Regions from separate parts of the Mus musculus genome. Here region 2 is linked to region 1. Evidence: chromatin contacts called from public Hi-C data. All regions are on one chromosome and are shown on one strand. Each heading gives the region's core, a stretch centred on a gene start, on an enhancer-like site or on the middle of the called end of the contact. The rest is flanking DNA. Distances are from core to core; before and after follow the strand shown.

Region 1 (6,341 bases), core at 2,308-4,807:
GAATTTCATAGTGGAGGAGGGCCGAGGGAACAGTACCCCTATGCTGTAGAAATGCCCTGTCCTACATCTTGGCGCTTTGTGTAGTTTAACCACTACACCAATGTATTTATTTTTGTTCTTAACGGAGAAATAGGGAAAGAAAGAAAGCCAATTAATTGCCTTCAATGTCTGTATACAGTATTCAACGCACTTCTCTTTCACTCTCTGCCCTCTCCAAACATTCCATATTTTTAGAAATGAAGTGGAGGAAGGAAAATATTTTCTATAATGGAATAGTGTTGACACGCAGACCTTTATGTATTTATAGCCATGCCTCATTAGAATCTGTCTTTAAATATGTGGTAAACATGTGCGTAAATACGATGTGTGCCATGCTTTTTAAATCGAGTTTTAAAGTGAATGTACATAAACAAAGTAGCTTACTGCTATTAAAATGAAAACATGAAACTTGGGTCTGAGAACCTTATACTAATCTGGGCAAGTTCAAAGGTTTTCCATTGTTATTTGACTGTTTGGTTTCTCAATGCCCATTTCAAGTGTCTTTTGCAAATGTTGTGATTTATAACTTGATATTTCTATATCATCCCAATTTTATTTACACATGCATAGTTCTTTGTACAGAAAATTTAAAAGCCCTGACTTGAAATACTGATAGTTTACAACCTAAGAATGGCTAAAATTACATTTAATATCTTAGAAATGAATGTTACCTAGCATATGTATAATCTACAAAGTATTCACACACACACACACACACACACACACACACACGCATACACACGCATGCACGGACACACACACACTAAGAGAACAAGGGGACTTGTGCCAGCAAAATGAACTTCTTCAACAAGAAGATTGGGTATGACAAGTCTGTCTCTGTGGGTCTGCAGTTTATGAACAGATCTCATAGCAGGAGTGTTTCTGAGGGTGTTAGGCTCAAAGGAAAGGTCTATGTGAAGTATACTATGTACCTTTAAAAATCAACTTCCATCAAACAGTTTAAACATTTCTTTCCCACAATTTAGAAAACATTTCAGAAGTCATTAAAAATCCATTTAAAAACATCAACCATGTGTTGTTCTCCATTGTAAATACATTTCCTCAACCCTCCATTTCTTAATTAATATAAATCAAGATAACTCCCTTGCTAAATGAATTAAACTACTAAACACAAAATATTTATCCTCATCACCTTAGATTTTAGACTAATTCACTTAAGATCATTAATAACATTTTTGGATAAAAATTTTTTCTGCTAAAATGTTAATTATAATTTGGACATTAAAGCTGGACTCTCTTTTGTGAATCCATTAACTAACTATTCTGTAGCATCTACGTGGTTACTAAGACAACAGAGAGACCATTCTGGACCAGAACATTGCCTTTACTCTGCACATAACTAAAACCACAGTTGCAGTATCTCAACTAACAGGAGGAAAATTATTTAGATCCACAAAGAGAAATTGTATATTTTTATAGTTTTATTCTTGAAGGAGCTATTTGCCTTACTGATGAGTGATTCTGAAATAATATATCAAATAACTCAAGTCAGAAGAGGAAATCTGGCCTAACTGGGTTTTTGTTGGTGGTTTTTAAGTGTGTGTCCATACACGTATTACTATATTACACTGAGGACACATTATTACAACATGATTTAACAATACATTTTGTGCATTTTTAAAAACTTTATTACTTTAAAACTTGCAAATGAAAGTCAAAAGAAAGAGACATTCAGCCCAAAGAAAGGAAGGAAGGAAGGGAGAAAGAAAGAAAAGAAAAAGAAAAAGAAAAACCCAATGCCCAGCAACAGCTATTATTTATCCGACTTGTTTTTTTCCTGAGAGAAAAGGCATTACAAAGCCATCAAAAAATGGCAAATATTCTAATTAAATGGATAAATGCATAGCTCTCTGAACTGTTGCTCTTTACAAGTCTTTAAATGTCTGAAAACTGAAGCATGTCCTAAAGAGTTCACCTTTTATCCCGTGTTAGGTATCTTATAGACACAGCCCTCAGCTCTGATCGTCTCTGCTGAGCTTGCCTGCCTGTCAGTGGTGTGATACGGGACATTTCAGAGTCCTCAGTGGAATGACTGTGAAGCGATTTAGGGTGACATTCCCCAGACTTCAACTCAAAAGAAGGCTTGGACATTTTTTTTTTTCCTGCAAGTAGCTGAGCCAAGTAATTCCAGTTCACAACTCTCATCTTAGACGCTAGAGAGGATTTTCTCTCCCATCAGTCTTTGCACTTGTGTGTGTTAATTCCATTTAGTCGCTGAGAACTTTTAGGTGGGTTTTTGGGGGTGGGGTGGGGGGCTGGTCAGTAGGGTGAGAACTAGGAGTGAATCATAAGACATCTATCAGGCAAGCTACCCAATCACAGGAGTACATCTTACAAGCCCCATAACAGTTTTAGAAATTTTTATACACAGTGGAGATGTTGGTTTTGCTTATAAATCTTACACATACCACCAGCAAAAGGCTGTTTCCGTAGCTCTGAGAAAACTCTGGCCTAGCCCATAGGGAGAGAGGAAAGAATCTCTCACTTGAAGTGTTATCTGAAAAGAGGGGGGGGGGCTCCCTGTAGTTCTTCCAAAAAAAAGAATGTGTGTGAGCTAGAAACAGTTCCGTTTCTACTGTACCATTAAACTGTAAGGCTGATTCAAGTTTAACTAACTGTCAATTTATTAGGGGGAATGACTTTGCCACACACCCACACACACATGCTAATCCGAAGCATGTGCGTTCTGTTGTTAAGTGGCCCTTCCAAAGGCTGATCACTCATTGGCGGAAACTACTCCAGATGCAATCCATAGCAAAAGCCCAGTTTAAAAAAAAAAAAAAAAAAAAAAGATGAAGATAACGGTGCAGTGATCTTTAGAACATATTCCATATATGTACAAAACTTGTTTGCTTAAATTCAGGGCGGGGAAACATCTCTTCTTTTTAGGTCTATCTGTGGTCACGTGATTTTCCACAACTTGAACATTCCAATAAAAGCACGTTCTAAAAATAAATGGATACAATAACCGACTCTCTGGATTTCAAATTGCTAATTTTTAAAAGCAAAGCAGAAGGATTGTCCTGATGGAAACCCTTCACACAAAATGGCAGTGCAGGGGTGTCAGGCCGGAGTAGGATCCGTTTTTTGAGCAAAGGCTGGGGGAGAGAGCTTATGGCTTCTTGCAGAGGAGTGGACCAGGCAAGTGTACATTTGCACTCCAGAACCATCTGAGGCTGTTCCTTGAAGCCTGCTCTTTACATTTTGGGTGAATATCTGATGGGGAGGGACAGTGTGGGCGTGGGAGGCTGTTTAATCTCATTTTGCCTCCTTCTCCCCCCCCACCCCCACCCTGAGTCATTATGGGAATCTAGAGGAAGAACACCAAAAGAGAAATTTTGAAAGGAATGAAAAGAAAAAGAAGAGGGATGAGAGCGGGGAAGAAGAAAAGAGCAGACGCCCTCAGCTCCAGCGGAAGCAATGCCAAGAAGCAACTAACCAAAACCAGACAGAAGTGGGGCAAGAATAAGATGACTTGGACTCAGGCTGACAAACGCACAAGAGAAAAATTCACATGGCCTCAGGGCGGGGCTTGGCATCCGGCTCAGAGATTACTGTGGATGTATGCACGTAGTTTTTATTTCTGGAGCCTTATTTTGCAACTTCTTCCTGAAAAAAGATGCGTTGGTTTTCTTCATTAAAATAATGGAAAACACACCCTCAAATTCTGCCTTTCCTAACTTACTACTGTGAAAAAAAAAATCACTTTCTTCTAGATCATTTCCTAGGGGTTCTAGACAAATGAAATGCTAAAACTTCAAATGTCTAATGACTTTGTATCTAGTTTCCGAACACTCCATTTTGAAGAGATAGGGGACCACTGTGCCTTTTAACGCAGTCCATTGTGAAAGCAATAAAAGTAGCTGGATAGAAGTCAGCCTGTGGCCAGGGCCAAGGCCAAGGCCAGTTTTGATTCTGAATTATTTGCATATTATTATTTGCATTATTTGCATCTAAGCAGCCTGTGGCCTCTGCAAGCATTTGGCTTGTTAGAGTTAATCCACTGATGGCTTGTGTGGTAATGAGTGTCTGAAGTGCTTGTCTATAGGGATTCTTTTTAATGCTGTCCTCATGGGCTCTGTTGAACTTTTTCTACTTTGTAAATGAAGGCTGAACACACTCAAATCATCTGTGGAACTGTGTAAACTGTTGCTACCCAAAGAGAAAACCCACCACTGGGATGTAATTTTCCACTGTCATTTTTAGATAGCAGGAGCAATTATACACAATTTATGAAAGGAGTACTTCTGGAATGAGAGGACACAGGAAACATGGGAGACACAGGACTCTGTGTGTGTGTGTGTGTGTGTGTGTGTGTGTGTGTGTGAGTGTGTGTGTGTGTACACATACATAAACCTATATCATATATATATATATGTATGTATATGTATACATATGTATACATATACATATACACACATATATATATATACACACACACACACACACAGAGTCACATATATACATATACATACATATACACACACTCACACACACACACACACATATTTATGGAATGATTTATCTGAGTCCAGAACACCATACATGCTAGGCAAATGCTCAGAAACATTTTGAAATAAACTGAATACCTTCAGATAAGGTATATAAATGCAGTTTGGACTGGATTGCTTCCCCTTGTCTTCTTATCAAAGCACTGGGAGATTTCAGCTACTCAGAAAGCCAGGTCATCAGAGTGGCGATTTGTATTTGGACCTCTTTCCAGGAGGTAACAAGAAGCAGGCTTGATGACACACAGATGCCCAGCAGCCAGACTTCCTTCGACAACAGACACATTTTCAAAGTGCTCACGCTGTCAAGTCATCAGACTGACAGTGATGGTCGTTAAAGGGGAGCAATCTACTTGGTGTGGTTCTGTTCTAGTCTCCCTTCTGTACCCAGTAAAATAAAACAACAAAACAAACAAAAAACCTTAACTGAATTGTGCCCTGAGAAACACAAGAGGAAAGTCACTCTGGATCAGAGAGTAGTTAGATGTCTCCCATGCCTAGGGTAGCTGCTATTCTTGATTTGAGAACACTTGTGTAGCTTCTCAGTGTCTTTGAGAGAAGACTTGTCAAATACATATTTCATTGAGTACACGAGTGCATCTCCATTCTAGAATGGGGTGTGTGCAGGGGGTTTTTCTTTTGTTTGTTTTTTTTTACAACAGAATTGAGTCCCCCTGGAAGGCTGCAGTTTTTGGTGGCATTGTAAGATGACAAAGCTCAAGTGGGTTGCAAGACAAGACACATGCCTCCTAATGGTGAAGCTTGCTTATCCTTTTGGCCAGTGTCTACTGGGAATTGGAGGGCACACCCTCCAACCAAAGTCAAGCAGCCACAATGTTTGCTGGGTGTTTGTTGGTTTTGGTTGATTGGTTGAGCTACTCCATCAGTCCCTGCTAATGGTTGAAATTTCCAGACTAGTGATAAGGTCAAATCCAGTCATTTCCATGTAGCAGAAGTGGTGTGCTCTAAAGCTGAGGAGCTTTAAAGTTGGGCAGCTTCAGAGTCATACAGTATGTATCACCCATGTGACCCTGACCTTCCTATATCACAACTTTCTTATGCCTAGATGAATGCCATATCAAGAGATTTTTTTTAATCAGATATAAAATTTTCCAGGCACATTGAAACAAAAGCATAGTCAATATTCAATAAAAGGGTTTTTTTTCTTTCTCCAATGACCAACAATAATTATTTTTCCAGTGTATCATTTTGTTGCAGATCTTTTTAGAACCTAGTCAGTAATTTTCTAATAACTGCTGGCCTGGTCCTGATATAACTGCATAACTCAGATAATAGTGTAATTGTACAAGTTGTAGGAGATATGACAAATGGTATCTTAAATGCTAAATAAACTCTTACATTCACCCCTAACACCAAATATCCAGATGGTTTTTGGTGCTTTAGCAACAACAATGATATATTCTTATAACATTTTATTGCCAGCTGTACTTAAATGTATTTGTTTTGTTTGTTTCTCCTAATGATTGTATGAAATAACATGCTTCAAGATGAGGCAATGGGTACTCAGTAGTAAAATAAAAATTGTTGTGACATAAAGCATAAGTGTGAAACTCAAACCCAGGTCGATTTGACTGAAAGCTTAGGAACTGTGCATATTGTCTTGAGCTCCTGATCAGAAAGAACAGAAGCCCCTGGGACCTCAGAGTCACTGAAACACTGCTAGATGCTTAGATAATATAAAAGTCACTTTTCTATCTAGGTAATTCATTCTACAAGTTGATGCAGTTTTTTTTCTTCCAATTCTTTGAATCA
Region 2 (6,341 bases), core at 1,983-4,482, 540 kb after region 1:
GGCATGTTTAAAAGAACTGCTTATAGGTTTAAATAAAGTTTTTTTTAAAGCCTTGATTAAAAGAAATACAGAAGAGGGGCTGGAGAAATGGCTCAGCAGTTAAGAGCACCACCGCTTCTTTAGAGGACCTGAGATTCAATTCCCAGTACCCACATGTTGCCTCACAAACATCTGTAACTCCAGTTCCAAGGGATTTGATGACCTTTTCTGACCCTGTGAGCAGCAGGCACAAACATGGTATACACAGACCCAGGTAAAACACTCATACATACAAATGAGAAAATAATTTTTAAAGACACAGTTTCTTTATAAATACATATGTATGTATATTGAGAATATAACAGCAAGGTTGAATAGCAGTATAGCATCCCATTACTTTAAAAATTGCTTTGTTTTATAATGATGCTTCTACCGGAAAATATGTAGATCTATGCAAACTTTTATAATATATTGAAAATTAATTATGAATATTAAGTTATCGAAGGGATTTTTTAGCTTATGTAAAAACATCTCAAACACAGTAGTAAATGCTGTCCAGGTCTAAATCAGAGGAATAATTAAGCTCTTTCTAGTTTTGTCAGGATTGATGGAGTGGAAATATGTCGCAGAATTTCCTGAAATTAATAAAATCATTCATAAGCTATATAACAAAGGAAATCATGCCTAAAACAGTGCAGTGATCACTCTCCCTGTAAACTTGTAGGATGCAGAAACCTGCTGAGCATGAATGGCAGGAGCTCTAAGATGTCCGTGGTGGGGAAACTCACATAAAGGTTGTTTTCATTAGGAGACTTGCTATGTGAAAGGATCCTTATGAGAAATTTTATTATACTTTCTGGATATTACCAATTGCATTTCTCAAAGTAAAGTATTCCTAGGAACCTTTAAATTTTTCCAAGAAAATGTTTAAGACTTTTTAAAAATCTGAGTACACCAAAGCTAATGACTCACATGCCTCTGACCGTCATACCTGCACATGTCACATTTGATCAAGTCATGTATGTGAAGAGGGTGAAGAGTGAAAATAGAAATTAAGGGTCAGAGATTTTTAGGGAACCAACCGGAACTGGGCAGTGATAAATACTGAAGCCCTTAAGCTCAGTCCGAGGAGCAGCCTTTGTTGCACACGGTTACTGCATCCAGATGACAAGGACATCAGACGTTATTCCTGGTGACCTCTGTTTGAGGCAGTAGAGAGAAAATGTTTTTAAAAGGGAGGTATAACATTCACTTCATAGCAAGACAAATTATAAACCTATTTTGCTTTAATACATTTGGACATGTCTTCTTGCAAATTGGTATTTCACATTTTCTTGAAGGCAAGCTATGAAGAGTATATTAACGCATTAAGTAATTAGTTCATTACCTTAAACTCTCTCTAAAGAGTAAATCCAGTTGTACTAAAATGAAAGTGAAAGAATGAGGTTGTCTCATTTGGTTGGAGAGTGATTGTCTTGTGCAAGTCCCTTCTAAAGAGAATGGTGCTTCTCTGGTGCCTGTTAAATACATCCCTGTGAGTTTGCTCTACTTGTCTTACTTGTCGTTTTTATTGAGACTTTTTAGAGACAGCTTCTTTAGTGCGGTGAAAAGGCCTCCCTCCACTGCTTGGACACTAATTATTTGCATTTCCCATGGAAAATTGAATTAGATTTTATTAGTAAATTGGGCCTATAACCTTTAAGGCTAGATTTTATTAGATTATTAAAGCTAGATTTATTAGATCAGCATTAGCAAACTGTAAATGTTACTAAAAAATAGAAATGCAAGCCAAAAATCACTGGAACCTTGGGAAGATGTCTTTCCCTGGAGAGGTTGCAGTGTCGCTTGGAAAGCTATTTTCAGTTATTTCCTTTCCTTTCACAGTTAGAAGCACGAGAGCTTGGCAGTGGATGGCCCTCACTGGGGCAGTGCCGTTTCTATCTGGTGGTCAGAGCAAAGCTTTTGGATGCTTACTAGCTGCGTAGAAAGCCCAAAGGTTTTTCTCAAGGGAAACCACATTATTGAGACGTTATTAAGACTTTCATTTAGGAGGAAAAAATACTGCTATAACTGAATCTACAAGTAAAATAATAGAACTGAATCCTATAAAAATGTTAACACATCGACTGTACACAGCCTTGTGTTTAAAGACATGACATGGGTGTTAACCCTGGCTTGGCTGGGAAATTGAACACATCACCACCATTTAAGAGTGATCGTCTAGTGGTAAAGTTCATATGGTTTTCCAAGTGTACTGGTCGAATTTTTGCCGACTATATCGATACAATTGAGAGTGAATTTAGTCAGGTATGTTGGTGCATATCTGTTTGCCCAGAATTCAGGAAGCTGCGGCAAGAGGATATCAATGCAGGCCAGCATAGGTAATCATGACGCTCTGTTTCAAAATAAAGCAATGCAAATATAAATTAAAAGGAAGTCTGAAGTTTTTAAGTGTACGTGAGTGCTTGTAGGAGATGTTTGCTCTTAGGTAATGCTATCTTCAGAAGTAGATTTTTTTTTTTTTTACTACAACGCAAATTACCATTTCAAATGTTTCCTTATTCAAATTTTAAATACGATAGCAAGTCCATTTAGGCCTTGAGTCGTAGTGTTAGGCATAGTCCTTAGCTGGAGAGGACTGTGTAATTCAAGGTTGAGCTATTCTTTCTAGTCCTGTCTGTTTGGATGAGGCCTGCTATGAATAGTCATTAAGTTTTCTAATGTTAAAAACATTAAACAACATCTTTCAATGCTGGGCTGTAGGCCTTTAAATGTAATATTAATTAATTGCCTTATTCTCCGTGATGCCCATCGTCACTCGTGATGTCCTGTACCAATAGCTTACTAATCAGATAAAAGCCATGTGGGCTGTGTAGCTGACTTGCATTCAGTTTGAATAGGAATTGTCCAGGTTGTATGTGAGTCATAAAAGTAAATCCATATTCCCAGGTTAAATCTGAGTGAGATCCTAAGTTATATAGTGACTGAGGAAGGAATGTTCCAGTGAAGGCCTGCTCTAATGAGCTTAGTGACTAGGCTCATTTTAAACTGCAAGAACTTGCTAGTTGTTGTGCTGGAGTGGGGAGTTAGTCTATAAACCTTCTTGTAGAAGTATCTAAGACAAAAACAAGGAAATATAATGTTCTAAACTCAGCCAGCCCAAACCACTTGAGCTGCTATGACAGCTCATAAAACTGAGAGTAGTTTTTAACTGGGCTCTGTTTTACATTGCCAAAGTGAATTTTCCTTGCAGGAAGTAGCCAGAGGGTTTATTTAGTTTCCAGCCTGTGGCTTTGATCTTGCTGTACTGTCACATCTCGGGTTACATAGCCCTTTTTCACTGCAGTAAATCTGCAACAGTTAATGAGAATAAAATTTCCTCCTTCTTGCTGATCGCATGCTGCTAAATGCCAAACCACAGCCAACTGCCTATTTGTACAGTTTCAGTAGGGTGTATGAAGACAGTGTGATCAGTTTAACCTTGTTGTCTTTGTAATTCATTTTATTGGCTTTTCTTCCTTTTCATGCAACCTAGTTTTTGCCGAGTCACATGGTTACAAGACCAAAACTGAAAGAAAATCTCAGAAAGTGGATGATGCTAAGCGTCGTTCCTGGGTGGGGCAGAGAGGTGGTGGATTTGCTCATTAAGATGAAAATTGGTCACTAAAAGGTTTAAAGGACCAGAACCTTTCTGTCCCCTATGCTTAAGTTATATACTTAGTGTGAACATACACTTATGATTAATTAGCTTAACGGGTAAGGTCATTATTTTTACTTCAGGTGCAGAAGTAATGCCATTGTACCAAGGAAATTTTGAGGCTTTCAGAAATCTTCATTTCTACATTATAAGAGCTACTCTTAAAGAAAAAAAAAACATTATTAAACTCACTAAGCCATTTTATCAAGTGAATAAAATTTTATCTCTGTACACATAGAGTAAATATTACAATTATTCAGTAAATTTATCGTTTTCTTGGTTTTTACCTTTTCTATTGCCTTGTTATGATTGGCAGTTAGAATTTAGCAAGTTGTCTGAAATTTACCTCAGATGACAATTTTGAATGATAGCCAAAATAAATACATTTTATTATGTGTTCTTATGGACCATATATAAAAATATGGTTATTATTAAGTAAAATAAAAAAATTTAAATCGGTTTTGTCATTTCTCACCACTTAAGTCACAGTTACTGTTATAGCAATCATATTCCATAGAATGAATCATTTCTCATAAAAATCACAACATTGGATGAGGCAGTGTGTAATGCCCATTCACTGAGTGTGTAATGCCCACTCACTGAGTGTGTAATGCCCACTCACTGAGTGTGTAATGCCCACTCACTGATTCAGCTGATGGTAAAAGCAGTGCTTAAAAGCAGATGGAGAACTGAGGAGGATATTTCTGAAGTAGAAACCATCCAATCAGATCTCTTGGAAATAGAGGATCCACTTTTTAGAAAATGCTAATTGTTGGTTGTTGCATTTTTAAGAGGGTAGTTGGCTAGCAAAGTGGCTCAGTAGGTAAATGCAGTTGACACCAAACCTCAGAACATATGCTGGATCTCTGAAACCCACACAGTGGTGTGAGAGAACTCTCCCAATGTCCTCTGACCTCCACATGCATGCCATGGCATATGTACACACGTTTACACACACACACATTTTTTTAAGGAAGTGAAAGAAAAAATCTCAATCAAATGAAATTGCTCAAATGATCTCATGTTTGTGTAGCTTGAACAGTCCAATGCAGGTTCAGCATTACTGCAAAGCACTAGAAACCATACTGGTGTCGATGTCTGGCCATTGTAACCTTTCTGACTGGAGTGTTTAGAAGGCTACTCCATTAATGGTTTCTAGTCTGTCTGTTACCTGCCGAGTTCACCAGTAGTGATGATTAGCATTTGCTAACATGCATGCAGCAAAGGCTTATGAAGCAGAGTGCTAATTTCCATTGATTACTGCCCTTATTAATTTACTGTCACAACTGAAAACTGCCATTCTGTTTAAAATGCATGTAGAATAAAGCTGGTTACCAATCCAGCCTATCCAGAGACTCATCCTTCTATCCATCTTCCTTTCTTTCCCCTTGTTACAGTGATGTAGCTGACCTTTGAAATCTCGGAACCCTGTCCTCTGCCTTCCTGAAGCTGTCTTCTTTGTCCCTACCCTTTTCCCTCTACTGGCTCATCCTGTCATCATGGAAACTCCATTGGCCTCAAGTTACAATCTAATTACTCTTCATTCTCACTTCCTCATACACAGAACCTCTCCAGCATCTTCAGTTCCGGGGCCAGAGAGATGGATCAGAGGTAAGAGCACTTGTTGCTCTTGCAGAGGACCTGGCCTTGGCCCAGCACTCATGTGATGGGTCACAGCCATCTGTAACTGTAGTTCCAGGACAACCTCTTCTGTCCATACTTCATGCATATGCATACATTCAGACAGAGAGAGAGAGAGAGAGAGAGAGAGAGAGAGAGAGAGAGAGAGAATGAATCTATTTAAGCTTTTAAAATTAAAAAAAAAATTAAAACGTCAATTTTATTTTGAACTTCTCCGGTTCTCTTGTGTTACTGAAGCAATAGAATTTTTTCATTTAAACTCGCATCTGTGTTTATCACAGTCATCTGAGCCTTGCATTTCAATGCTCTTATCTCAGTTCAAAACATGCCACTTTTCTGATCTCTCTCATCAGCCCTTCTTCATCTCTTCCTGTTGTTCTTTGGCAGATAATTCCTTCTCCTCTCCACCTGTAGATGCTGGTTGCTTCAGGCAGACCCTCGTCTGAGAGCATCTCTTTATTCCCACTGTTTACAGGACCATCCTATTAGTCTTCAATAGTATCTGTCATCTTACATTTTCTACCAGAGATTGATTTAAACATAGTCCTTTTCTCTCTTCCTCCTTAACATGGCTAGTTAAATGCATGTAAGACTATCAAGCAGCTGCATTTATATAAACATCTTTGTGTCTTAACAAACGTTACAACCGTCCACCAAGTAGTCAAGTCAGAAACTTTAGCCTCTTCCTTGATCTTTCCCTCCTATTTGGCCTTTGCTTGCTGTGTGTACTGTTAGCACTCCAATGCAGACTGCTGCTGCCTGCTCCACTCAGCGCCTAATTAGTCGTCATGGTGCTGCAGCTACCTCCCCTCATGGTCCTCTTGTTCCACTTACCTGTTTTCCCAGTCTTCTTAAGTCAAACCCCAGCTCCATGCACATCTAAGAAAAAGCAAATTCCTCAGCGTGCTCTGGAAAACTGCCTCATCTGTCACCTCTGCTTCCTCAGCCTCACCTACAAATGTCCCATCTGTGTTTCTTCTCCCTGAAGAAGCCTTTCTACTCTGTCACCTTCCTACCTCACTTG

What was found. A called contact is a pair of places that touch in the nucleus more often than the background predicts.
Region 2: a contact with region 1 is called in a Hi-C map of uterus, with 2.5 times the contacts expected there. The contact joins two enhancer-like sites. A contact is called at or near these places in 2 of 484 Hi-C or Micro-C datasets (both in uterus), 2 of 115 datasets of contacts at active chromatin or transcription factors (the NIH/3T3 cell line and craniofacial prominence) and 2 of 9 other capture datasets (embryonic tail and embryonic trunk).

Annotation. Positions count from the first base shown.
Region 1 is chr1:163,358,859-163,365,199 of GRCm38.p6, forward strand. No RefSeq gene overlaps it. Among named protein-coding and RNA genes, the nearest start is that of Gm24940, 40 kb to the right of the region's middle. Within about 2 kb of position 3,558, at least 52 of the 459 cell types and tissues checked have an H3K27ac peak or open chromatin away from gene starts, as enhancers often do. A contact at or near this core is called in uterus, where this site is marked.
Region 2 is chr1:163,895,154-163,901,494 of GRCm38.p6, forward strand. All of the region lies in intron 19 of Kifap3 (kinesin-associated protein 3), which reads left to right. Among named protein-coding and RNA genes, the nearest start is that of Scyl3, 31 kb to the right of the region's middle. Within about 2 kb of position 3,233, at least 46 of the 459 cell types and tissues checked have an H3K27ac peak or open chromatin away from gene starts, as enhancers often do. A contact at or near this core is called in uterus, where this site is marked.